7 separate regions of the Mus musculus genome follow, and all the other regions are linked to region 7. A link is a contact called in public ChIA-PET, HiChIP or PLAC-seq and promoter capture Hi-C data. All regions are on one chromosome and are shown on one strand. Each heading gives the region's core, a stretch centred on a gene start, on an enhancer-like site or on the middle of the called end of the contact. The rest is flanking DNA. Distances are from core to core; before and after follow the strand shown. Region 1 overlaps Zfp523 (zinc finger protein 523). Region 2 overlaps Bnip5 (BCL2 interacting protein 5). Region 3 holds the start of Stk38 (serine/threonine kinase 38). Region 4 holds the start of Srsf3 (serine and arginine-rich splicing factor 3). Region 5 holds the start of Ppard (peroxisome proliferator activator receptor delta). Region 6 holds the start of Fance (Fanconi anemia, complementation group E). Region 7 holds the start of Srpk1 (serine/arginine-rich protein specific kinase 1).

The links. ChIA-PET counts read pairs in DNA pulled down with a chosen protein or histone mark. HiChIP or PLAC-seq counts read pairs in DNA pulled down with a chosen protein or histone mark. Capture Hi-C pulls out chosen DNA fragments and counts their contacts.
Region 1: a contact with region 7 is called in an HNF4G HiChIP or PLAC-seq map of pancreatic cancer cells. The contact joins the enhancer-like site here to the promoter of Srpk1 in region 7. A contact is called at or near these places in 1 of 39 promoter capture datasets (liver), 1 of 484 Hi-C or Micro-C datasets (CD4 T cells) and 2 of 115 datasets of contacts at active chromatin or transcription factors (effector CD8 T cells and pancreatic cancer cells).
Region 2: an H3K27ac HiChIP or PLAC-seq map of embryonic stem cells shows a contact between it and region 7, with 13 read pairs. The contact joins the enhancer-like site here to the promoter of Srpk1 in region 7. A contact is called at or near these places in 2 of 39 promoter capture datasets (3T3-L1-derived adipocytes and maxillary cranial neural crest), 1 of 484 Hi-C or Micro-C datasets (bone marrow-derived macrophages), 3 of 115 datasets of contacts at active chromatin or transcription factors (bone marrow-derived macrophages, embryonic stem cells and memory CD8 T cells) and 3 of 9 other capture datasets (embryonic stem cells, liver and pancreatic islet).
Region 3: an RNA polymerase II ChIA-PET map of memory CD8 T cells shows a contact between it and region 7, with 74 read pairs. The contact joins the promoter of Stk38 here to the promoter of Srpk1 in region 7. A contact is called at or near these places in 1 of 39 promoter capture datasets (the 3T3-L1 cell line), 3 of 484 Hi-C or Micro-C datasets (CD4 T cells, cortical glia and embryonic stem cells), 2 of 115 datasets of contacts at active chromatin or transcription factors (effector CD8 T cells and memory CD8 T cells) and 1 of 9 other capture datasets (pancreatic islet).
Region 4: an RNA polymerase II ChIA-PET map of memory CD8 T cells shows a contact between it and region 7, with 92 read pairs. The contact joins the promoter of Srsf3 here to the promoter of Srpk1 in region 7. A contact is called at or near these places in 1 of 15 datasets of contacts at CTCF or cohesin (the NIH/3T3 cell line), 1 of 484 Hi-C or Micro-C datasets (regulatory T cells), 2 of 115 datasets of contacts at active chromatin or transcription factors (effector CD8 T cells and memory CD8 T cells) and 1 of 9 other capture datasets (adipose tissue).
Region 5: a FOXA1 HiChIP or PLAC-seq map of pancreatic cancer cells shows a contact between it and region 7. The contact joins the promoter of Ppard here to the promoter of Srpk1 in region 7. A contact is called at or near these places in 1 of 39 promoter capture datasets (neural stem cells), 1 of 484 Hi-C or Micro-C datasets (CD8 T cells) and 2 of 115 datasets of contacts at active chromatin or transcription factors (effector CD8 T cells and pancreatic cancer cells).
Region 6: a promoter capture Hi-C map of adipose tissue shows a contact between it and region 7. The contact joins the promoter of Fance here to the promoter of Srpk1 in region 7. A contact is called at or near these places in 1 of 39 promoter capture datasets (liver), 2 of 115 datasets of contacts at active chromatin or transcription factors (effector CD8 T cells and pancreatic cancer cells) and 3 of 9 other capture datasets (adipose tissue, liver and pancreatic islet).

What each region holds. Positions count from the first base shown.
Region 1 is chr17:28,191,838-28,195,108 of GRCm38.p6, forward strand. It overlaps Zfp523 (zinc finger protein 523), which reads left to right. Exons shown (of 14, transcript NM_001357995.1): 3 at 3,129-3,209. Among named protein-coding and RNA genes, the nearest start is that of Def6, 14 kb to the right of the region's middle. Within about 2 kb of position 1,869, at least 42 of the 459 cell types and tissues checked have an H3K27ac peak or open chromatin away from gene starts, as enhancers often do. A contact at or near this core is called in pancreatic cancer cells, where this site is marked.
Region 2 is chr17:28,893,551-28,896,630 of GRCm38.p6, forward strand. Bnip5 (BCL2 interacting protein 5) reads right to left here. Exons shown (of 12, transcript NM_172450.3): 12 at 2,845-3,080. Among named protein-coding and RNA genes, the nearest start is that of 1700030A11Rik, 10 kb to the right of the region's middle. Within about 2 kb of position 1,426, at least 86 of the 459 cell types and tissues checked have an H3K27ac peak or open chromatin away from gene starts, as enhancers often do. A contact at or near this core is called in bone marrow-derived macrophages and embryonic stem cells, where this site is marked.
Region 3 is chr17:29,006,395-29,009,344 of GRCm38.p6, forward strand. It overlaps Stk38 (serine/threonine kinase 38), which reads right to left and starts at 1,601. Exons shown (of 14, transcript NM_134115.3): 1 at 1,317-1,601.
Region 4 is chr17:29,031,336-29,034,209 of GRCm38.p6, forward strand. Srsf3 (serine and arginine-rich splicing factor 3) reads left to right here and starts at 1,325. Exons shown (of 6, transcript NM_013663.5): 1 at 1,325-1,451. It overlaps Gm16196 (a long non-coding RNA gene), which reads right to left and starts at 1,288. Exons shown (of 3, transcript XR_876716.2): 1 at 1,181-1,288.
Region 5 is chr17:28,231,479-28,234,639 of GRCm38.p6, forward strand. Ppard (peroxisome proliferator activator receptor delta) reads left to right here and starts at 1,276. Exons shown (of 8, transcript NM_011145.3): 1 at 1,276-1,386.
Region 6 is chr17:28,312,134-28,315,279 of GRCm38.p6, forward strand. It overlaps Fance (Fanconi anemia, complementation group E), which reads left to right and starts at 1,397. Exons shown (of 10, transcript NM_001163819.1): 1 at 1,397-1,749. The coding sequence starts at 1,511.
Region 7 is chr17:28,620,742-28,623,985 of GRCm38.p6, forward strand. Srpk1 (serine/arginine-rich protein specific kinase 1) reads right to left here and starts at 1,780. Exons shown (of 16, transcript NM_016795.4): 1 at 1,659-1,780; 2 at 1,236-1,296. The coding sequence starts at 1,671.

The DNA of each region.
Region 1 (3,271 bases), core at 619-3,118, 430 kb before region 7:
TATATATATATATATTACATTTCTTTTATTTTTTATGAATACACTGTCACTGTCTAAAGACATACAGGAAGAGAGCATCAGATTTCATTACAAATGGTTGTGAGCCACCATGTACCATGTGGGTGCTGGGAATTGAACTCAGGACCTTTGGAAGAACAGTGAGTGCTCTTAACCACTGAGCTGCCTCTCCAGCCCTTTTGTTTCTCTTTCTCCCATCATTCTTCTCAGGTCTGTTTCTTACCTCCCACTGGGTTGCAATATGTGTATCCATGTGTGTGCACTTAATCACACTCAAATAAATGTAGTTGTAAATCTTTTTTTTAAAAATCTTACATCAGAATAATTACTTTTACTTTTAAACTCAGCCTTACTCAAAATCTTAGGACATGCATGATATTCTTTGCTAGAATGTACCATTCGTGGTCCTCTGGTCTGTCCCCACTGGAGTCCTGTCCCCTCTGAAGGTGCAGGAGCCTAATCTCAACTGCCCACTTGCACTTGGCATCCTGGTCTTTTGAACTCACACAGGAAACTGCTTATTAAGTTCCGCTTACAGCAGCTTAAGCCTTCTCTGGCTTGCTGCTCCATACTTTTCCAAAGTCCTTCCACAGAAAGTTCCCAAGACCTAAGATCCACACTGCCAGGTCACAGCCACATCCCTCTTCTCTGGCACCAGTTCCTTTGCCTTGCTGGGACAACATAAATACCTTACGTGACCGATGTGAAAGAGAGAGGGTTTACTTTGGCTCATGTCTTTAAGGTGTTCAGTCCTAGTCATTTGGCCCCATGTACTTGAGCAGAACATCACTGTAGACGGGAGCCTCTGGGCTGTAGGAGAGAGCTGTTCACCTCACGGCTGACAGGAAGGAGGAAATGAAGCAGAAACGGGCCAAGGGGAAACACACACACACACACACCCCACATGACCTCCAAGGACCAACTTCTTCCAGCTAAACCCACCTCCTATAGTTTCTAGAACTTTCTAAAGCAAAAGGGCATTTGCCATTCAAGGTTATGCATAACTATGGAGCTGAGGAGTCACAACTGTGCAGAGCACCAGAACCCATGGAGAATCCCTCTAGGGGTGAGTTTGGGGATTCCCCTGATGGGACAATGTCAGCAGATAGTTGAGTCAGAAGAGGCCAGCTGACGTTTCTCCTTATTGCAGGGCTCAGTTCCTGAGCTGAAGAAAGAGTGAACACATCTCCTGCATTGACTTGTCAGTCTCCCTGTCTTTCTTTCTGTCCTCACTCCCATTCTCTCCCAAGAGAACAGCCTGAGCAGGGAGCCCTTGAGTCTGATCCCAAGAGCCCACTCAGGTGTGGTGGCTCATTCACACTTAGGTGTGAAGGCAGGAAGACAGGAGGAATTCAGGGCTATCCTCAGCTCTATAGTGAGGATAAAGCCAACCTGGGCAACTTGAGACCCCCATCTAAGAGAAGAGAAAAGAGTCCAGGACACAGTGGCCTATACCTGTGGTCCCCCCAAAGCACAAGAGACGTAGGCAGGAGGATTGCAATATGAGGCCAGCCTGAGCCACATATCAAGACCCTGCATAAAATAATCAAGGTTTAGGGATACACGTTCCTGGCTGAAGCCCTTACCTGACATGCAAAGGCTAAAGGTTCAGTCCCAGCCCTGGAAAGGAAGAAAAAGCCTGGCAGGATGCACACTCCTGTAACCTCAGCATGTAGAAGGCAGAAACAGGAGCTTACAATGACTTTGAAGTCTTCATTTGTCTGGTTAGCAAACTCCAGGCCAGCATGGACTACAGAGCAAGATCCTGTCTCAAGGAAAGCTTTGGTGGGTGGGGTGGGAGTGGGGCTTGAGGTTGCATAGATCAAGTAAGGAAACATGCTCACATGACAGTAAGGTGAGTCATAGACCCCACCCCCACAGTAGCCACACTCAGCCTAGGCAGATAGCTCACTCATGGAGCATGAAAGTGTGAGGGCCCGAGTTCAACCTTCAGCACCCACATCAAAAGCTGGGTGAAGTGGCACGTGCTTCTAATCCCCCAGCCAGGAGGATCCCTGGGGACTCTCTGGCCCGCCAGCCTATGGAACCTGGGAGCTCCTGGCCAGCCAATGAGAGATGCTGTCTCAAAGGCAAGGGAAGGCTTATTGAGGAACATCACCCAAGGTTGACCTCTGGCCTATGCACATGCTCATGTGCACACACGTGCACACACGTGCACACTCAATGTGCACACAAACGCCACACACATATACACACACATGTACACGCACAGGCACATGAATCCACACCTCTCTATCCCTTCACTTCCATTTCTTTCGTTTGTTTTTTGTTGCTGTTTTTCAAGAAGGATCTCTTGTAGCCCAGGCTAGTTTCAAGTTCAAACTGTAGCAGAGGCTGGCCTTGACCTCCTGTGCCTCCTCCACCACTTCCCAAGTGCTGGGATTGTAGATGAACACCACCAATCTGGCTCCCATTGCTTTTACTCTGCCTGTGGGGCTCACCAGCGTGAAGGCTGCAGCCTATGGAGGGCTGAGTGTGTTCCTGCCTGCTCTCTGTGAGCTCACTCAAGTCCACAGCCACTGCATTAGGAAGAGACAACTATTCAAAGGAGCATGCAGCCGAGACTCAAGCTGAGTATGGGCGCAGGCTTACACACTCGGGAGGTCAGTCCTGGCCCCAGAGTACATTGTGGCTATCACCCCTACCACAGCATGTCACAGTGGAGGCCCCAGATTTTGGCACACTGTTACAGGGGGAATGAGGAAATCTGTTTTAACTGTTAGTTGGCTGTGTATCTGAATTTCTTGGCATTTGGGAATCCTCCCTGGTTTCAGGATATTCTTTGTTCTCCATTTAGCTCAGTCTGGGCAGCTCACCGTTAGATCAGAAGTTCCCGTCTTCACAGGCCTGGGTAGTAAGAAAGGAAATTGCTTCTTGCAGAGTGGCAGATAAAGTTACTTCATGGCAGGATGTTTCTCCTCAGGGCCTCCAGACTGAGGCTTAAGAGGTGGCGAAGGGAACGTGGTGGATGTTCCCATGCTTGGACCATAGGCAAGGATGCAGAGACTCAAATAGGCATCTGCCACAGCGGGCAAGCACGTGGTGGGCCTCTGCCAGCCTGGTCCACTTCTCTGCTTCTACGTCCCCAGGGGAGAAGCTGCTTGAAGGGCAAGTGATCCAGCTGGAGGACGGGACCACTGCGTACATTCACCAGGTGACGATACAGAAAGGTGAGGCGCCCCAGACACCCATGTGGAGGGAGGTCTGGCAGCCCCAAGTGCCCTCCATGGCC
Region 2 (3,080 bases), core at 176-2,675, 270 kb after region 7:
CTCATAGACACTGTGGTCTGGAACGCCCCATACATTTGTGGGCCCTGGGGACGCGGGCCCCCTGTCTCGTTTTTTGACTGTTGCATATTATTTTGAAGTATCAGTCTCCCTTTTATGTCCTTGACCGATCTACACTCATTAGCCCAATGCTTTCCTTTACCACACTTTGGGCAGATGCCTGGCACCTTCTTTTCAGGTTTACTCCTTCTATCCCTAGGGCATTGTCTTTGTATATGTCCTGTCTGTCCACAACTGTAGCAAGTTATTCCTTTTGATCTCTGAGCCGATAATACAGCTCCGGCTAGACCTGAATTAGACAATGGCCCTCCTATCTCTCTGCATGCCTTCACCCACATCTGCAGGCCCTTTCCCTTCCAAGGTGTTATTGTATTCCTACACTCCTTTGTGCATTGCTCATAAACTAGTTGTTCTATCAATGGCATAGCTGCTTCAGAATCACCAAATATTCTTCTGGCTGCCTCCATCATACGGGCTACAAAATCTGAAAATGGCTCATTCATTTCTTGAATTACTTTTGTCAAATTTCCTGATACTTCCCCCCTATTAGGCAGACCTTTCCATGCCTTTATAGCTGTATTATTAATTTTTCATAGACCTGCACTGGATAACCTACTTGATTATTTGCCCATTGTCCTTGTCCTGTAAGCATTTCGAAACTCCATGCCAGTTGCCCTGTTGCTGCATTGGCACAGGCCTGATTAGCGCTAACATTATGCCAGATAGATTTCCAATCTAGATATTGTCCCATAGTTAAGCATGCTTTAACAACACTCATCCAATCATTGGGTGTCATAGCAGTGTGAGCGAGCCTTTCTACCTGAGATTGGGTGAAAGATGCATTGACTCCATAGGTCCTCACCGACTCTGCTAAATCTTTTACTTGTTTGTGCCCCAAGGGTTCATAATATCTACCCTGATTTTGGTCCTCAAACACCGGAAACATCTGTCTCAACTTCCTTCGTACTGCTGGAGTACCAAAGGAGTGGCTGCTTCCAGTATCACTTCCTGTTTTCTTAGAATAAGGTGGAGAAGGTGGAGGGACACTGGGAGCTGACTCTATCGGGCCATACCGTTCCGACTCATAAGCTGCAGCAACCTCTTCTAGCTCCTCCTCCTCCTCTGTAGCTAGTTCAGAATCTTCTGAGCTCGAAAGTTCAAGCTGTTCTAGATCAGTTAATGATGGGCTTGATCTCCGTTCCACCCCCCTTTTTGGTCTCCTTTTTTTCTTTATCCTTTTGACTCTTCTTTTCCTTTTCTAGTTTTTGTTTTCTGCGCACTCCTGCTCTCACATCTTTCTCTGTTTCTGACATACTTTCCTGATGTTCCTGTAACAGTCTTTGTCCCTCTTTTTCACACTTCTTATCCTGTATACAAGCCCTAATTAGTTTTCAAAGCAGAAATGCCTGGTTTCAGTTTCCCTTCCCAGCAAACACACTCATGCCCTGGACGATGGCAATTAAGGCAATAGCACAGAATCAGGACTACTATAAAGATGACTAGAATGAGACAAGCAACTGTTAAAGGATCTACTCCAAAGGGAAGCACACCTCTCAAAGACGTACGTTACTCCTTCCCCGTGATGCAGTTCTGAATCCTCCCTGTAACAGGGGGTCTTTGCTCATGCCTGAAGATGTTTCGTTCCCGGGTTTCCGCACCACTTGTGGACGCCCGACTCACCAGCAAGGAAGACGCCACAACAGGATTATTCTGCACACGTTTATTGGGAGAGCTTGATAGAGAAGGCAAAAGTCCCCAGCCCAGAACTGGCGCTGCTTGTATAGGCCTAGGAGTGGCCTATACTTGATTGGTTGTGTTTCAGTGTCTCATTTACATTCCCCAGGATGGGCTGTGACGTGGCGCAAAACCCTTATGCACATGCGCACATTGGTTGTTTACCCGAACTTATGGGCGGTGGCCAGCGGTAGCCAGCGCCATCTTGTAATGGCGTATGTAGCTTCCCACATGCTGAACCCTTACAACCCAGGCTGAATTCAAACTGGATATTGTGAGGTCTCAGAGAAACCCGGGACAAATGGCTGAGGTGCCTATTTAACACACCAAGGCAGACTCTGGCTCAGTCCATACTCACAAGTGCCTGTTACAGACTCGTCCTGCCTGGCATGCCCCGCCCCCCTACCCGCATTCTCTCCAACGCCAGAGCTTTCTTCCCCTTACCCCAGATTCTCCCATTCCTGTATATATAACCAGCCATTTTGGCTATGTGGCCTCTCTTTTGGTCCACAGCCCCTCCTTCCTCTATGGATTCCCACCGCCATCTCATGGTCTGCGTCAGTCTGCTAGCCATGTGCAGTCTGGACTCTCCCAGATGCCTCTGGCTTCTCTGTCATTCATATCTACAGTAAACGTCCCCTCAACCATGCCGTCCTTTTCCCATTCAGACACATAGCAGAGAGCGGCCTCAAACCCTTTCTCCACACCTGTGCTAAGTCACACCAGCTTCATCAAGTAATCAAAAAGAACGATGGCTGACCCAGCCTCTCTCTGCCTCAGGAGTCAGGTTAGGACAGCAATATCTCATTTCTGACATTACCCGCCTGGGATCGGATGGGAAGCCCTGAGCTCATGACCACCCAACCTAGCACCCCTTTTATTACTGTGTCAGCATGGTGTCACTCTAAAGTTGAGCCAGAGAGAACCCAGGACAGGGACAGGGAGGCTGGCCCCACTAGCTCGGACTGTCCTGGATGGGGGCTGGTGGCGGCCATCTGGTCTCTTCTAGATGGAACACGGGGGCAGCCATTTTGTCTCCACTGGGTGGAGCAAGATGACCTAGCTTCCCTGAAAAGATCCGGTTCACACTTTGAGTCAGTGTCTTTATTGGTTCAAACAACACAGTATAAAAACCAGACTTGGATGCCAGCATCGGGAACTCATAACAAATATTCTACAGCCTGGATAGTCGTTCTTACAGATAAGAGACAATGTCCAAGGTTTGGAGCGAGCACTCAGTGGTAAAACAAGCCCTGTTCCCAGCAGGCAGCTTACAACCATCCAGCGCCATGAGATACAGCACCCTCTTCTGGCTTCCGTGGATACTG
Region 3 (2,950 bases), core at 351-2,850, 390 kb after region 7:
GGGTTGGGGATTTAGCTCAGTGGTAAAGTGCTTGCCTAGCAAGCCCAAGGCCCTGGGTTCGGTTCTCAGCTCCGGAAAAAAAGAAAAAAAAAAAAAATACATTAAGGAAAAAAAAAGGGCCAACCAGAGCGAGCAGAGGTCCTAAATTCAATTCCCAGCAACCACATGAAGGCTCACAACCATCTGTACTGCTACAGTGTACTCATATACATAAAATAAATAAAGAAATCTTTAAAAAAAAAAAAAGGAAGAAAGGAAGGAAGGAAGGAAGGAAGGAAGAAAGGAAGGAAGAAAGAAAAGTAAAGTCACAAGTCACAAGTGGGCTGGTCTGTGGAGGCATATTCCTTTAGGAGGCAGAGACAGGAGGATCTCCGTGAGTTCTAGGCCACCTTAGTCTACAAAGCAAATTCCAGGCCAGGCATAGGTACACATTCAGACCCCATCTCAGACAAAATGCTCCATTTGTGAAGTCCACTCCCGGGAGTGGAGAACATGCCTGATGTTGAAGTGGGTGTGTGTGTACACTGGTGTGCTGTCCAGAGTCTGAGGACAGAGCCATCGGGTTAGGAGGAAGCTGCTATCTGATGTTTGGGTGGGGTGGGGCAGGGAGCTATTCTTGCAGCGATGTGGTTTGTTTTTTTTTGTTTTGTTTTGTTTTGTTTTTTTTGTTTAGGGAAACCGTATGTACTGGCTACTTCACAGCCAAGGTGAGCTGAAGGAAGAGGAAGCAGTGAAGCTACTTCACGCCGCTGACCTTCCTATTCATCTTGAAAAAGAGCAAGATTCCCCTATGTCTCTGGGTCCTTTGCAGGGCGCCGCTGGCAGCAGCCGTTATGCGCTTTCTGACACACTTTTCCTCCGACTCTTCTGCCACTTTTCCCTGTCCTCCAGCTCGGTCCCTTTTCTCGAATTTTAACAGTCTGCAGTCCACGGGCGGGGATCTTAAGGTGAGGGGAAGCCCGGTACCCCCTGATCGCGGACTAGGGGGACAGCCTCCAAGGTCCCACACCTACCCCGGGGTGGGGGGAGCTCTCGAAGTGCAGACACCCTCTGGTTCTCTCATCCTAAGGTGCAGAGTGGTACTGACCGAGGTCAGAGGGGACGAGCCGGTGGCAGCAGACACACAAAGCTGGCGACTAGGAAAGGAGGGAGCGGCTGCCTGTCCCGGTTGAGGACAGAGGCGTAGAAAGAGAGGGACGGACAAGGGGGCTCTGGGGACCACAGAGAGAACGCTGACAGGAGCCCTGGAGTGCACAGGAGCTGTGGGACGGCCGGACGAGGCGGCAAGCCTGAGGCGACGGCCGGGAGACACTCACCAGACCCAGGGGGGAGGGAGGCGCGGGGCCGACGGCTACAGAGACGGCGCAGACGCGACGTGCGGGCGGCTCCAGAGCGACCGCGACACGCCGGGGACTCCGAATGAGCGCAGCTGCCGATCCGCGACAGGACAGGACAAAAGGAAGAACCCCAACTGCCGGAAAAGACGGCGGCGCGGAGGGGCCAAGGCTCCCCCGGTACCCCCTCAGACTGTGGAGAGGGGCCGCCGCGGCTGAGACTGCGCATGCGCCCCCCGCCAGCGGCGCTCGCCGGGCAGCGGGACTGCGCGTGCGCGGCGGCGCCCCGCCCACATTTCACCCCTCACCCGACTGCGCCTAGCCGAGGAGGCCCTACGAGTGCAGAGCGGGGCGGGCTCCCTGGTGGCTTTGTGATGGGCTGGACTAGCTGGCCTTTGTTATGTTACTTTTTCTTTTGAAATAATTATAGACTCGCCAGAAGTTACAAAACGAAAACCTGGAAGTTCCGTAAAAGCCAACACCCACCCAGCTTCCCTCAAGGTCTTACATAAGGCACCGGGCTCTGCACCCGGAAATTAACATTGGCTCTCTATCAACTAAACCAATGCAATCAACTACCGTGACGGGGATTTAGCATTTGGCGTGCACTCGCTGGATGATGTCTTTAGTTCTCTGAAATTTAATCTGAGTTTTACCCCATCCTCCTTGACTTCAGATCATTGTGGCCATAAGTCTGTTGGAACCCGTGGCCCTTCCTATTTTTCGTTATTGTAAAGGATTAACGTGCCTTTGTTTGGGATCAGGTGATCTCTCACACCTAACACCTCTCCATTGTGCACAACTTAAAGCCTCTCATTGATTTCCAGAGAACTGAGCCCAGTGCCCTCGATTAGAAAGTTTTAAAGTCCTGAAAAAACGATGAATGGCTCCCTAGAAAGGAGTCCTCTGGGAGCAAGCGAGAAGAGAGCTCCCTCCTGTTAGTCACTTCCCAAGCCGCCCCTAGTAAGTGTTCTGATTTTCCCTTTTCTTTTATGTTTTTTTGTTTTGTTTTTTGTTTTTCGAGGCAGGGTTTCTCTGTGTAGCCCTGGCCGTCCTGGAACTCACTTTGTAGACCAGGCTGGCCTCGAACTCAGAAATCCACCTGCCTCTGCCTCCCAAGTGCTGGGATTACAGCAGGTGTGTGCCACCGCCACCACCACCACCACCACCACCACCACCCCCGCTTTGATTTTGGTTTGGTTTTTTTTTTTTGGTTTTTTTTTTTTTTTTTGGTTTTTCGAGACAGGGTTTCTCTGTATAGCCCTGGCTGTCCTGGAGCTCACTTTGTAGACCAGGCTGGCCTCGAACTCAGAAATCCGCCTGCCTCTGCCTCCCGAGTGCTGGGATTAAAGGCGTGCGCCACCACCGCCCGGCTGATTTTGTTTTTAATTGCATTGTAATTATTGAATTCATTATCTTGCTAATACTTTTTTTACTTTTTTTTTTTTTTTTTTTTGCCTCTTAAAATTTTTTTGAGACAGTCTTATGTAGCTCAGGGTCTCAGGGTAACACAAACAACGTGTTGCTGAGGGTAAACCTTGAACTCTCGAAATCCTCCTGCCTTAGCCTCTCAAGTCCTGATGTGGGTTACATCATGTCTCTCATTTGAAAATAAA
Region 4 (2,874 bases), core at 75-2,574, 410 kb after region 7:
ATTACTTGTTTGTTTTACAAACCAAAAAATTTTGGAACAGAGAATATCACAAGTCATTTAGATACATCAGATTTTTTGTTGTTTTTCAGAAAGTATCTCAAGAAGTTCTTTCTGGCCTAGAACTCACTAAATGTATGAACATAAAGTTCGACTCCTGTTCCCTTGGGCCAAGAGCTGAGATTATGAGGCAGGGAGGAGAGGAAAAAGACAAAAGGACGTTCAAATGAGCCCCATTACTACTATACTAGGCATGTCTAACCCAGAAAGAAAAAAAAAGATCTAGAAGGAAATGAAGTTTTGCTAGAATCTTCTGAAGGTCACAACAAAAACAGGTTTAACAACTGTAGCCTGCACCACAACTCCCTTAGGGGAACAAAAGCATTAGAGTTGTGTCTGAAAAACTGGTTAATATTTTGACCTTTCTTGGAAGCAGAAACAACTAAGTCTCCCCAATAAATCAGAGTAGCCTGAGGGGGGCCAGGCCGAGGATACGTCTGGGAGCTGGAGGCAAACGATGTGGCTTGTCAAACGAGGGTATTCAGCTATCCTGGGGTCTGTGTGTAGAGGCCCAGGGAGACCCACAGGTCTGGCAGCCAGAGCAAAGCCCTTACAAAGGCCGCAGGTGCCCCTCCTAGCATCTGCATGGCGGAGCTGCGTGCTCAGAGCGTAAAGGCAACCTATGCAAAACCTTGCTCTCCTCCTGGGAAAGTGAGCCCTGTGACCGTTTGTCTTGTTTTTTTTTTTGTTTTTTCATGCAGCCTCATCAAGTCGCATTTGCCGCGCGCGCGGTTTGGGCGAGGCGGGAAAGCGAAAGTTGAGCAAACTTTGCAGGCTCTACCCTGCATCGGGGCGCAGACCGGGCACCGTGGGGTACCAGTTAAGTCGCCCAAGCTCGGTGACCTTGAGAGCGACTATAAGGCTCCTTAGTCTGCGATGGATGCCCCACAACGAGGAAGCAAGCGTCCATGTTTCACTCTGACCCGAGCCCGCGGCTGCAGCCGCCATCGCCCGGGATTAATGGCGGCAGAGTCTGGACAGCTTTATTCGGCTGCAGCCTAGGCGGAAGTGGAGGAGAGGGGGCGTCTGCGCGGCTCGCGGGGATGGCCGGGCCGAGCGCCGCATCTGCGGGACAAGCCGGCACGCGGCGACGAGCTCGCGCCACCGCGCGTACCCCACCCACCTGACGGAACGGCCGGCGCGCGCTCCCAGTAACCGCGGTTTCTCGCAGCGTTTGTAGCGCTTACGTCACAGCCTGCGCCGCCTCTGATTGGGTGATCTGGTCAGGTCATGTGGCAGAGCAGGGTGCTATAAATAGGGCGAGGGGACGGTGGTGGTCCGCCATTTCGTGACGCCGCGAGACCGAGAATCTGTAGGAGCAGAACCAGAGGGAAGCGGGTGGGCCTGTCGGAGCGTTAGGATTTGAGCTTGGGCCTTTTGAACCCAGGATCTCGGTAAGGGACCGGCGAACGGAGGGAGGGAGGTGGAGGGAGGGAGGTGGAGTTCCGCAGACTCGAGGTGGGGCCGGGCGCAATGGCGGCACCAGATTGAGACAAAGGGGCGCCGCCGCCATTTTGTGACTTTCGGTCCCGGGCGGCGGCTGGGGCCCCGGGCAATGTTGAAGATGCTTCCAAGTCTGTAAATCCCGGACTTAATCTTTTGTCCTTTGGAGGAAGGCTCGGAGAGGGATTGCTCCAGGCTGGGGTGTGGCCGGCGTGTGTGTGTGTGTGTGTGTGTGTGTGTGTGTGTGTGGGGTAGATCTCTAAATGAATTCTCCACGTCGCGGCCTTTAGTTTGATGGCGCCTTTTTCTTCCTTGCTCCTGGTTTTCTTGGTATAGTGTCTTGAGGACTTTGTATATATTTTTTAAGACAGGTCTTTTCGTATTTACTGAGCCCCTACAGTCTCATCTTTTTTTTATGCCGACTTGGTGTTTGCTTTAAAAATCTTTTCTAATGAGGCTGCGTTTCTTAATGTAAATCATAGTTCACTTTGAGTTGGGTTTTTCTTTGACCTATTTGCTTTTAACAGGTGTGAAAACCGGGGATGGATGAGTTTCATTTGTCTTTTTGTTTGTTTTTTTAATTTTCGCGGAATGGCTTGGTCGCTCAACTGAGTCTTGGGCACAGGGTGGGGTCACGGCAAAATAGGGTTAAATTTTTTAGTTTGATAATAGTCGGTTTGAACATTATGGTGTATAGTAGGGAAGACACTTAAATGGCTTATTAAGTAGGGTTTTCATTTCGGAAGTGTGAAGTTGAAGACTTACTGAGTGTATGTCCTCAAGGTTGTATGTTGTATGTCCTTTTAGTAAAGATTCTTTTACGCAGGAGTTTAGGGTGCACGGTGCAGGCCACTACATGCCTAGCAGACCTCAACATTTACTTTTATGCACTTTTTACTAAAAGACGGGGGGTCACTAGCAAACTTCATAACTGTCATTCCTCTAGCCTGTTGAGCCACAAGCATGCTTGCCTTCCTAGCTATGATAGTTTTGTTGTGGAACCTTTGTGTGGTTCCAAGATATTTATTTTTGTTTGTTCCTGAGACAGTTCTTGCTGTAAATCAGGCTGGCTGTCTTGGTTTACTCAACTTTTTTAGATCTGGTCTCCAACTCATCATTTCCCTCCTCCTTCAGAGTGCTGGGATCAAAGGTGTGTGTGTGTGCGTGCGCACACCACCTTCCTGATGCACTTAGTTTTTGAGACAGGGTAAGTTATGCTTCAACTTCTGCATTCCTTTTTCTGTAGTGCCGGCCTTCTCAGAATTCCCTGCCTCTCCTTGGGATTTCTTTTAAGTGTCTGGATTTTCCATTTCAAGCATTTCACATGTAGGGAATTGTAATGGCCTTTTCTGGTTTTAGAATGTTTTCAAGACT
Region 5 (3,161 bases), core at 26-2,525, 390 kb before region 7:
TGCACTGTAAGGAGTGCCAGACCGGGCAGAGGTGACCTTTAATGGCGGTGTGGAGGAGGGAGGTGCCTGCTGACTTTCCTGCCAGCCAAGTTTTGTTCATTCTAGGATGATGAAACCAGCCAGTGACAGATTGCCTTCTGGCTACATACTCTCTGTGGTATATGATGAGTTGGGGTGACAGGCAAGCCCAGGTACAGAGTTCTTGTCTTGTCTGGTCCCTGACATCCAGCGACAGAAATCTCAAGTGGGAGAAAAGTTCTTTTAAAATTTGTTTTCTATTTGGCTTCACAAGGCCTATAAGCACAGGCTGGCCCAAAACTTTCTCCATTGCTAAAAATGACCTCAAACGGGTCCTCTACCTCCTGAGTGCTGGAGTTAGAGTGCCATCATGCCTTCCAGATCTTTCTTTTTTCTTGTGTGGGTGTATATGAAAGTGCACATGCGGTGTGTAGAGATTGGAAGATAACCTTCAGGAGGCAGTCCCAGGGACTGAACTCAAGTCTTCAGGCTTGGAGACAAAGCGATGACCCGTTGAGCCATTGAACTAGCCACCAGTTAAAAAATTGGGGGTGCTGAAGAGATGCTTCAGTGGTGAAGATCGCGCTTGCTACTCTTGAAGAGGCTCGCTTCCCAGCATCTACATGGAAGTTCTCCATTGTAACTCCACTTCCAGGGGATCCAACGCCTTCTTCCAGACTCTGCAGGCACTGAACGCACATGGTGCAGAGACAGACATGCAGACAAAACACTCTGACATATAAAAATAGATATTTTGTAAAACGTATGCGTCTGTATTTTCATTCCCAAGTCTCCCACCATATGCCTCTCCCAAGCGCCTCTGAAAATTACAGTTTGCCTCTATTCCTTCCCCCACCGCCCTTAGCTTTGCTTCTTGCTTCAAACCACACAAGTCTATGCCTAGTTTCTTCTCAGGAAGAGTGAGGAGGTTGTATTAGATGACCTCCACCTTCTTTCCGCGCTTTAAAGCTTTAAATATCGTTTCGTGAGGCTTGCTTTGACCAGCCCTAACTTCTCCCCAGCGCTTTCCTCAGCTGCTGCTCCCACGTCTGACTGCAGAGGGCGCTGCAGACGCGCCAGGGCAGCTGTGCAGTGGGCGGAGCGATGGCTGTCAAAGGAGTGGCTCCAGGCGGCGCGGCGATTGGCTACTGCTATGGCGGAAGGGGGCGGGGGCGAGTGCTTAGTTGTGGGGGAGGGAGCCAGCGGCGCGGTGACATCACGGGGCTGGGGGCGGCGCCGGGGCTGGGAGCGTGTGACGCCGCAGGCCGCGGCGGACCTGGGGATTAATGGGAAAAGTTTTGGCAGGAGCTGGGGGATTCTGCGGAGCCTGCGGGACGGCGGCAGCGGCGCGAGAGGCGGCCGGGACAGGTCCGTGCGGATCGGGAGAGGCCAGCGCGGCCCGGGCTGAGGTGGATGGTGGGGTCAGGGGCTCCGAGAGCCGCTTTCCGCGCCTCTGCGGCTCGTCTATGCTCGGCTTGCGCGCTGAGGAGCCACCGCTGGGGTCTCCACCGCAGGGACCCCTGTGGTTGCTCGGAGCCGGCCTCCCTCCCTCCTCCCACCCACCCTGATCCCTCTAAAGCCCCGTGGCTTCATCTCCTCTCAATTCCAAAGAACCCCATGTCACCTCCCTTCTGACCCCCTTTCTGAGCGCCTCCCTTGCTGTCCCGCTACCCAGGCCCTCCTTGGAGATCCTTCCTGCCTCCCTCGATAGCCTTCCATCCTTGCCCTGTCGGTCAGTGCTCTCCTCCTCTCTGACCCGTTTTCGGGTTGCCCTATCCCTCCCCATCTTCTTTAGGATGTTGTGAGCCAGTCCGGTTTATCCGAGCCCCTTCTATCCTGGCTACCGGCAGAGGCCCCACTTAGGCTCAGCTCTCATCTCCTGTCCTTTTCACCTCCTGTCACCCGACTGCCTCGCTTCTAGTTTTTTTTTTTTTTTTTTTTATGCCTCTGCTTGAGGAGAACCCAGAGGTGCACGATAGGCTTCCGTTTCACCTTCAGTTGAGCTGGGAGTGGGGTGTTGAGCGCCAGCTTGACCAGATTTGTTCGGGTCACAGGTTTCACTGGGTGTTGTATTGGGAGGGATGGCCAGTTGGTAGGCCCTCGTAATCTCAGCTTTATAATACTTCCCCTTTATGAGTCTGTTGACTTCCAGGAACCCTTGGGGGAGACGGCTCTGAGTTGGGTGTGTGCCAGGGGTAGCCAGAGGCTTCATATAACTCTTTTCACCCTTTCAGGAAACAGGACTCATTTGGGATATTATGGAATGTATTTAAACCATGATACGGTGCCTTCCACGCACTGCCCTTTTCCATACAGCTAAGAGCAGAAGCTATGCCCTTGGTTTTTTTTTTTTTTTTTTTTAAAGATTTATTTATTATATGTAAGTACACTGTAGCTGTCTTCAGACACACCAGAAGAGGGTGTCAGATCTCGTTACGGATGGTTGTGAGCCACCATGTGGTTGCTGGGATTTGAACTCCGGACCTTTGGAAGAGCAGTCGGGTACCTCTTACCCACTGAGCCATCTCACCAGCCCTGCCCTTGGTTTTAAACTTGGTTTTTCCTCCCTGTACTGGCTCTAGAATGTTTGCTTACAAGTTACATTTATTTATTTCTGTGGGGTGTGGATGTGGGGTGGGGTGTAGGTCAGAGCACAGCTTACTGGAGTTGGGAGGTGGCTCTCTCATTCGATATTGTGGTTCCTGGAAATAGACTCGGGTCATTAAGGTATGATGACAACCACCTTTACGTCCTGAGCCACTTCACCAGCCCCAGAATACATTCCCGTTTTAGTTTTTCAATGGATTGTGGGCCTGCTAGCCCTGGGGCTGTTGGGCATCTGTTCCCTTAATCTTGGGGTCTTGGTCCAGCGACTGAGTTTACCTCCTGTCTTTCACTGACGGAATGTGCCTCTTGTGTTGGTCACTGGGCATGGTTCCTCGGTGCCCTTTTTCCTTCCGTTTCCTGGGCATCTGTATTTACTGAGGCTGGGAGAGGCAGCTGACGTTTCTTCCCTTTGCCCAGGTGTGGTCTGGGGTATTGCCTTGGTATCTGCCTGGGCAGGTCGAGGGATTGCACCAGTGAGGCCTTGCAAAGGAACTTGGGCTGTCTGCTTCCAGGCACAGCTCAGTTGTATGCAGAGT
Region 6 (3,146 bases), core at 147-2,646, 310 kb before region 7:
TTTGTGAAGCAGTAAAGACCTCACCTTTTCCAACTAATTCTTTTGAAATAAATAGTTTGGCTTAGATCAAAATCAGCTCAAAAATGCTGCCATGGGTTCCCATGATAGAGTAGAAAGCCAATGTCCTCTGTGTGACCTCAAGCCTGGTAGCCTCTCTGATCTCCTCTTCAGCCACCCTGCAGCTCCAGGGCCGTTGCCCTGTTTCTTCTCTTCCTGTAGCAACCTCCCTACAGACTCCCTGACCTGGACCTTATTGGGTTCATTTTGCCTGGTCATCCTATTATAAGGCATCTCAATTTATCTCCTTTTTTTTTTTTTTCTTCCTGAAAGTAACTGTCACGGTCAAAATATTTGATAATTTGTGGCTGGGGAGATGTCTTATCAGTTAAGAGGCCATATTGCTGTCTCACAGAGGACTAAGGTTCAGAACACATACATACTATATACACATAGAGATATTTCCCAGCTACACATACACATACGCCCCATACACATGAGTAAAAATAGAAATGTAAAAGGATAGGAACTAGAGAGATGGCTTAGTGGTTAAGAGTGCTAATTGTATTCGTAAAGACTGGGGTTTCTCAGCATGCGCGTGCAGTCTTAACTGCCTATAACTCAAGTTTCAAAGATTTTGATTTTCTCTTCTGACCTTCCAGGTCTCCTGCACACATTTGGCCCACATACATATATATACACACAGGCACACACACACACACACACACACACACACACAGAAAAGGCAAAATGGAAACAGAGTTGGAGGGATGATGGCTCAGCGGTTAAGAGTATTAGCTGCTCTTGCAGAGGACCCCACATGTAAATTTACAGCCGCTAACTCCAGTCCCAGGACATCCCACGCCCTCTTCTGGCCTCCGCGGGCACTAGACATAGTGCATTTACATATATACAAGCAAATCACCCATACGCATAAAATAATTTTTGCTTTTTTTTTTTTTCTCGAGACAGGGTTTCTCTGTATAGCCCTGGCTGTCCTGGAACTCACTCTGTAGACCAGGCTGGCCTCGAACTCAGAAATCCGCCTGCCTCTGCCTCCCGAGTGCTGGGATTAAAGGCGTGCGCCACCACGCCCGGCATAAAATAATTTTTGAAAAGAAACATTTTAAAAAGACGTGGAGAAGGACTAAGATTAGGCAGCAGTATAGTACAGCCGCTCCATCAAGCGCGGATCAGATTGGCTCCAGACGCAGGAACCGGCCCCGCCCCTTCGCGGGCTTCTCGTACTATGCAGGGAGTTAAGTTGCTTCCTGATGCCCTCGCTCCGTCCCCGCTCCGCCCCTCTCCTGGACGCTCTCTTACAGGTCTGGTTAGTTGATGGTCCCGCCCCCTCCCGATGATCACGTCCCTTCCGGCCCCGCCCCGATCGCTAGATCCCGCCCCTTCAGGCTCTACAGGGTGCTCCGGCTTTCCTTGGCTTCGGGAGCTTTGCGCGGCTGGAGTGGCGCTCCGATCCCGCGTGTCCTAGCCGCCGCCCCGCGTCCGCTCTGCGCTGGCGACGCCGGGGTCGGACTCCGTAGCCTCGGCCGGAGCGGCGCCCTGGGCGAGCCTGGAGGCCCCTGCCCGCCTCCTGCTTCAGGCGCTACAGGCAGGGCCTGAGGGTGCGCGGCGCGGGCTAGGGGTTCTGCGCGCCCTCGGCCGCCGCGCGGAGCACTTCCCTTGGGATGGCTTCCTGGAGGCGCTGGGCCACTTAGAGCCCGAGGTGCGGGGCCCCGACGGCCGCCTAGAGCTGTGAGTCCCCGCCCGTGGCCCCCGCCGCCTCCCCCCTGCTTATTTGTGTAGTTGAGGCAGGGTTCCATCTAGCCTAAGTTAGCCTGGAACTCCGGCAGCCATGTCCTCGGTGACAGGATTACAAGTGCGCGTGCCAGCACTGGGCTGAGACACGCATTTTGTCAGGCAGAATTCTAAGTGCAGACTGAGTTTGTTTGCTTTGCTTCCATCTCCAGTTGCTGAGCTGCTGGTGCATGGCTTTAACTCCAGCATTTGGAGGCAGAGGCGAGCATATGTCTCTTGAGTTCCAGGGCAACAGAGTGAGACTCTGTCCTAAGAAGAATAAAAGGCGGGGTGTGGTGGTGCACGCTGGTAATAGCACTACCCAGTAGGCAGAGGCATGAGGATCTTTAAGTTCAAGACCACCCAGGACAACATAGACTCTGCCAAAACACAAATAATGTATCTCTAATACAGATGTTCTTGTCAAGTGGACACCTGTGTTAAAAATACAGGTCATGCCGGGCGTGGGGGCACATGCCTTTAATCGCAGCGCTCGGGAGGCAGAGGGAGGCGGATTTCTGAGTTCCAGGACAGCCAGGGCTATACAGAGAAACCCTGTCTCGAAAAACAAAAATACAGGTCATACAGTGTAGGGTCTGGTTTCAGCGGTCAGGAAGCTGAGACAGGAGGATTGCTTCAAGTTGGAAACCAAGACTGCACAGGCCAAGAAAACTAGAGACTGACAGATCTCTTGTGAGTTTGAGGCCAGCATGGTATACAGAGCGAGTTCCAGGATAGCGAGGGCTACACAGAGAAACCCTATCACAATAAAGGATATATATATATATATATATATATATATATATATATATATATATGTGTGTGTGTGTGTGTGTGTGTGTGTATGTATATATGTATATATGTATGTATGTATGTATATGTATATATACACATATATATCTCCTATATTTTCTATATATATTTCTCTATATTATATATATTTCCTATATTTCCAATATATATTTCTCTATTATCCTCACATGACAGGCACCTTGGTGTGATAATGGCCCTGACACAGGGGGAGGCTTGAAGACATGGTCACTTGGTTCAGGTCACACTGGCTACCTCAGTAGAATCCTAGAGAGCTAAAGTCATGGGACCCTGGGAAGCTCTGGAGGCCAGGGTTGAGAGAGGATATGCCAGCTGTTTGCAGCAGCCGGCCCCTTAGGAGCAGTAAAGGGTGGGATTAAGGGTTGTTATGGGGTTCTTTCTTTCTGCTTCCTGGCTCACTTGCTCTGTGAAGCCCTTTCTGATGCAGGGATCTAAGAACAGGGCCCGTGCATGTCAGGGGTCCCTGACCCCTCCATCCTCAGCGACCCCTGCTTGTTTTGTTTTGGAGACAGAGTCTCATTGTT
Region 7 (3,244 bases), core at 530-3,029:
GGAGAAGAGGAGAAGTCGGCACTTTATCAAAGAAGTCACTGCACGGCCTCCCCCAAAAAACTTCAGGGAGTCTCCTAAGCAACACCACCCACTCCACCCCGGTACAGTCGCGCAGCAGGGTGACCTAGGAAGACTTCTAATGTGTGGCAGAGCAGTGCAGACCCAGCTTGATAATACAAAACACCAAATAAATGGGAAAACACAGAAAACAGTTCCTCTGAAACAGAGTGCTAAGCAGAGAACTCTCTAAGTCCACCCGGAGGAACCTCTGCAACTAAATGTTAGTACAAGATCCTTCGTAAAGCTAACTTCTAAGCTCACAATGGCAGTGAGCCTGCAGTGGTGGCACATGCCCCTTAATCCCAGGATTCTCAGAGCCAAAAACAAGAGGATAAATTCAAGGCCAACCTGGTCTACATAGGGAGTTCCAGGTCAGCCAAGGCTATCTCAAAAAACAAAGACGTTGGTGGGAATGGTAGCAGCTAAGCTCACTTGAATAAGCCTCCACCCAGCGTTTCTATCAGACTGTGCCCTCTTTTGTGCACACACACCCCCAACACCACTAAACCACTATTACACATCAAATCGGGCAAGTGTAGCACTAGGCCCACCAAGCCGGAATCACCCAACCGGCACCAGCAATTTGACTCTGGACATTACTCCGACGTTACTGCTCTGAGGACCTGATAGTACGGCCCGCCGGTAATGCATAACTTAGCCGGCACACCGAGTGGACAGCAACGCCACAGAGTCTCCCAGACTTAGGAAGCAGAGTAATCAGGCGCGAGGAAGACTCCCGGCCGTCCTCCTCTACCCAAGCGAGCGTGTGGTTGGCAGGGCCAAGGGTAAACAGGGAAAATTCATTCAACAATTTCCCGATGGCGTAGCGTGCGGACAGACGTAGGAGGCAAGTTAAGACGCTGCGGAGCACGGAAGGAAGAGCAGAGTTCACAGACAGGCAGGTAATGATTGCCAGCTCCGGCTGCCGGGCCACACCTGGGCCTCCTCGATGGAGTTGGCGAGTGGTGCCGGGCAGGCTCCGGGTCTTTCCAGCAGACCCGAGCCTGGAGACCCAGCTACCTTCCACATGATTCCCGGAGGGCGAATCACACAGCGGCCCAGTAACCATGTGGCGGGGAGGGGTTGGGGGGGAACCGCCCGAAGCGCACAACCCGGTAGGGGGAGGAGGTCCCCGAGGAAACGCAAAGGGCGGGATGTTGGGGTACAAGACTCACTTCCTTTGGGCTTTGTCCTTCTTGGCCTTGGTCCTTTTCTTTCGGGCCTGGAGCGCGAGCACTGCGGGAGAGAGGGATGGATGAAGGGCCGATGTAAGTGGGAGGCGGGGAGCGGCGCGAGCACGCAGGGCGACCGGGCCTGAGGCTGCGGGCCGAGCGCGGGGCGGGCTGCTCGGGGTGCACAGCGGCTGCCAGGCCCGGCGCGCCCAAAGAGGCTCGGGCCGGCCATGAGGCCTCGCCGCCCCGGCCTGGGGGCTGCGGAGCGAGGGGCGGGGACGGCGGGCGCCGGAGGACGCCGCAGCCGAGGGGCGAGAGGCAAGAGTGACGCCGCTTCAGGGGGCCGCGACAGTGGCCAGAGAGGCGCCTGGCGCCCAGTCGGGGACCGCCGTGGCTCCTCGTGGCGGAGGCCGCTCCGCCGCTCACCTTTCCGCTCCATGGCGAGACCGGTAACCGCCAGGCGCCTGCGCACTCGAGTGACGCCGACTCGGGCTCCCGCCGCGGCCCAAATCCCAGCTCTTCCTCCCGGCGCGCGCCGGCCCCGCCTCCGGGCCCGCCCGACCACGCCCCACACGGCGTCGCGCGCCTGCGTGGTGAACACAGAGCCTACCACCTGCTCCGGGGTGTACGAGAGTGGAGGGCAAGGGACCGAGGGATCCTGAATGGGAAGCTGGTTTTAGTGTCCCGCCATAAAGCGCGCGGCTTGAAGTTCTTACCTCCTGAGGAAAGGCAGGGCTCCGCAGTCAGTCGGGATTTGCCTCAGTTTCCCCGGCCTGCAAAACTGCTTAACCCAAACATATCCCAGTTCCTGTCTGAGCTGTTGTAAGGGCCAATTAAGACATTAAAGAAAATGGGAAATTAAATTGTATGTGGATACACACAGAACAAAGGCTGGAAGGAGGGAACGTGTGCCTCTGTCCTCTTCTAAAGATAAAACCTTGGGCCAGCAGCCCATGCCTTTAATCCCAGCACTCCAGAAGCAGGTGTATCTTTATGAGTTCCAGGCCAGCAAGGCATATATAATGAGATCCTGACCCAAAATAAATCAATAAGAACTGGATGGGGGGGCGGTATGGGGGACTTTTGGGATAGCATTGGAAATGTAACTGAGGAAAATACGTAATAAAAAAATATTAAAAAAAAAAAAAAGAACTGGATCAGAAGCTGGGCAGTGGTGGTGCACGCCTTTAATCCCAGCACTTGGAAAGCAGAGGCAGGCAGATTTCTGAGTTCGAGGCCAGCCTGGTCTACAGAGTGAGTTCCAAGACAGCCAGGGCTACACAGAGACACCCTGTCTCGAAAAACCAAAAAAGAAAAAAGAAAAAAAGAAAAGAACTGGACCAGAAGACAGCTCAGCAAGTAAAGGTGCCTTAAGGACCTGAATTCAAATCCAAATAGGGCCAATTCCCACAGGTCTCTCTCTGACTTGCACACAGGACCCATGGCACATGCAACAACCCCTCACCCATAAGTAAGCTAAACAATTATTTTAAGTAAAAGCAAACACTTCTAAAGGGAATTTTCTAGCTGCAAGTTGAAAGCCTTAAAGGAAGGGTGTGAATGGGAATTCTGTTTTCTCCTTGAAGAACTCTCTTCATCGTAGGACTTACCGGGTGTTTCCATACTGTCAAGTGCATGATCTTATTAGATGCTGATGTCAACTTCAGGCCAAGGTAGTTATTATCCCCATTACAGAAAGATGAGAACGTGGAAAGGATTGTGTGCTCAGAATCTTGCTGTCCCAACCCAATGATTCAGGCATCAAAACTCCTATAGTAAAGTAGAATCAGCAGGCATTTATGAGAGAGATGGGGGAGGAACATGAGGCTCTCTAGACCCCAGTATTTCTTCCAAAACATAGACTGTGGGTACTGCTGTGGAGATTTATAGTAGGCACTGAAATTCGCAATTGGAATTGTATACTTTTCATGTGTTTCAGAACTCTCCTTTAGATCTTTTTTGTGATTTTCTTTTTGTTGTTTTGTTTGTCTGTTTGGGGGGTTTTTGGTTTG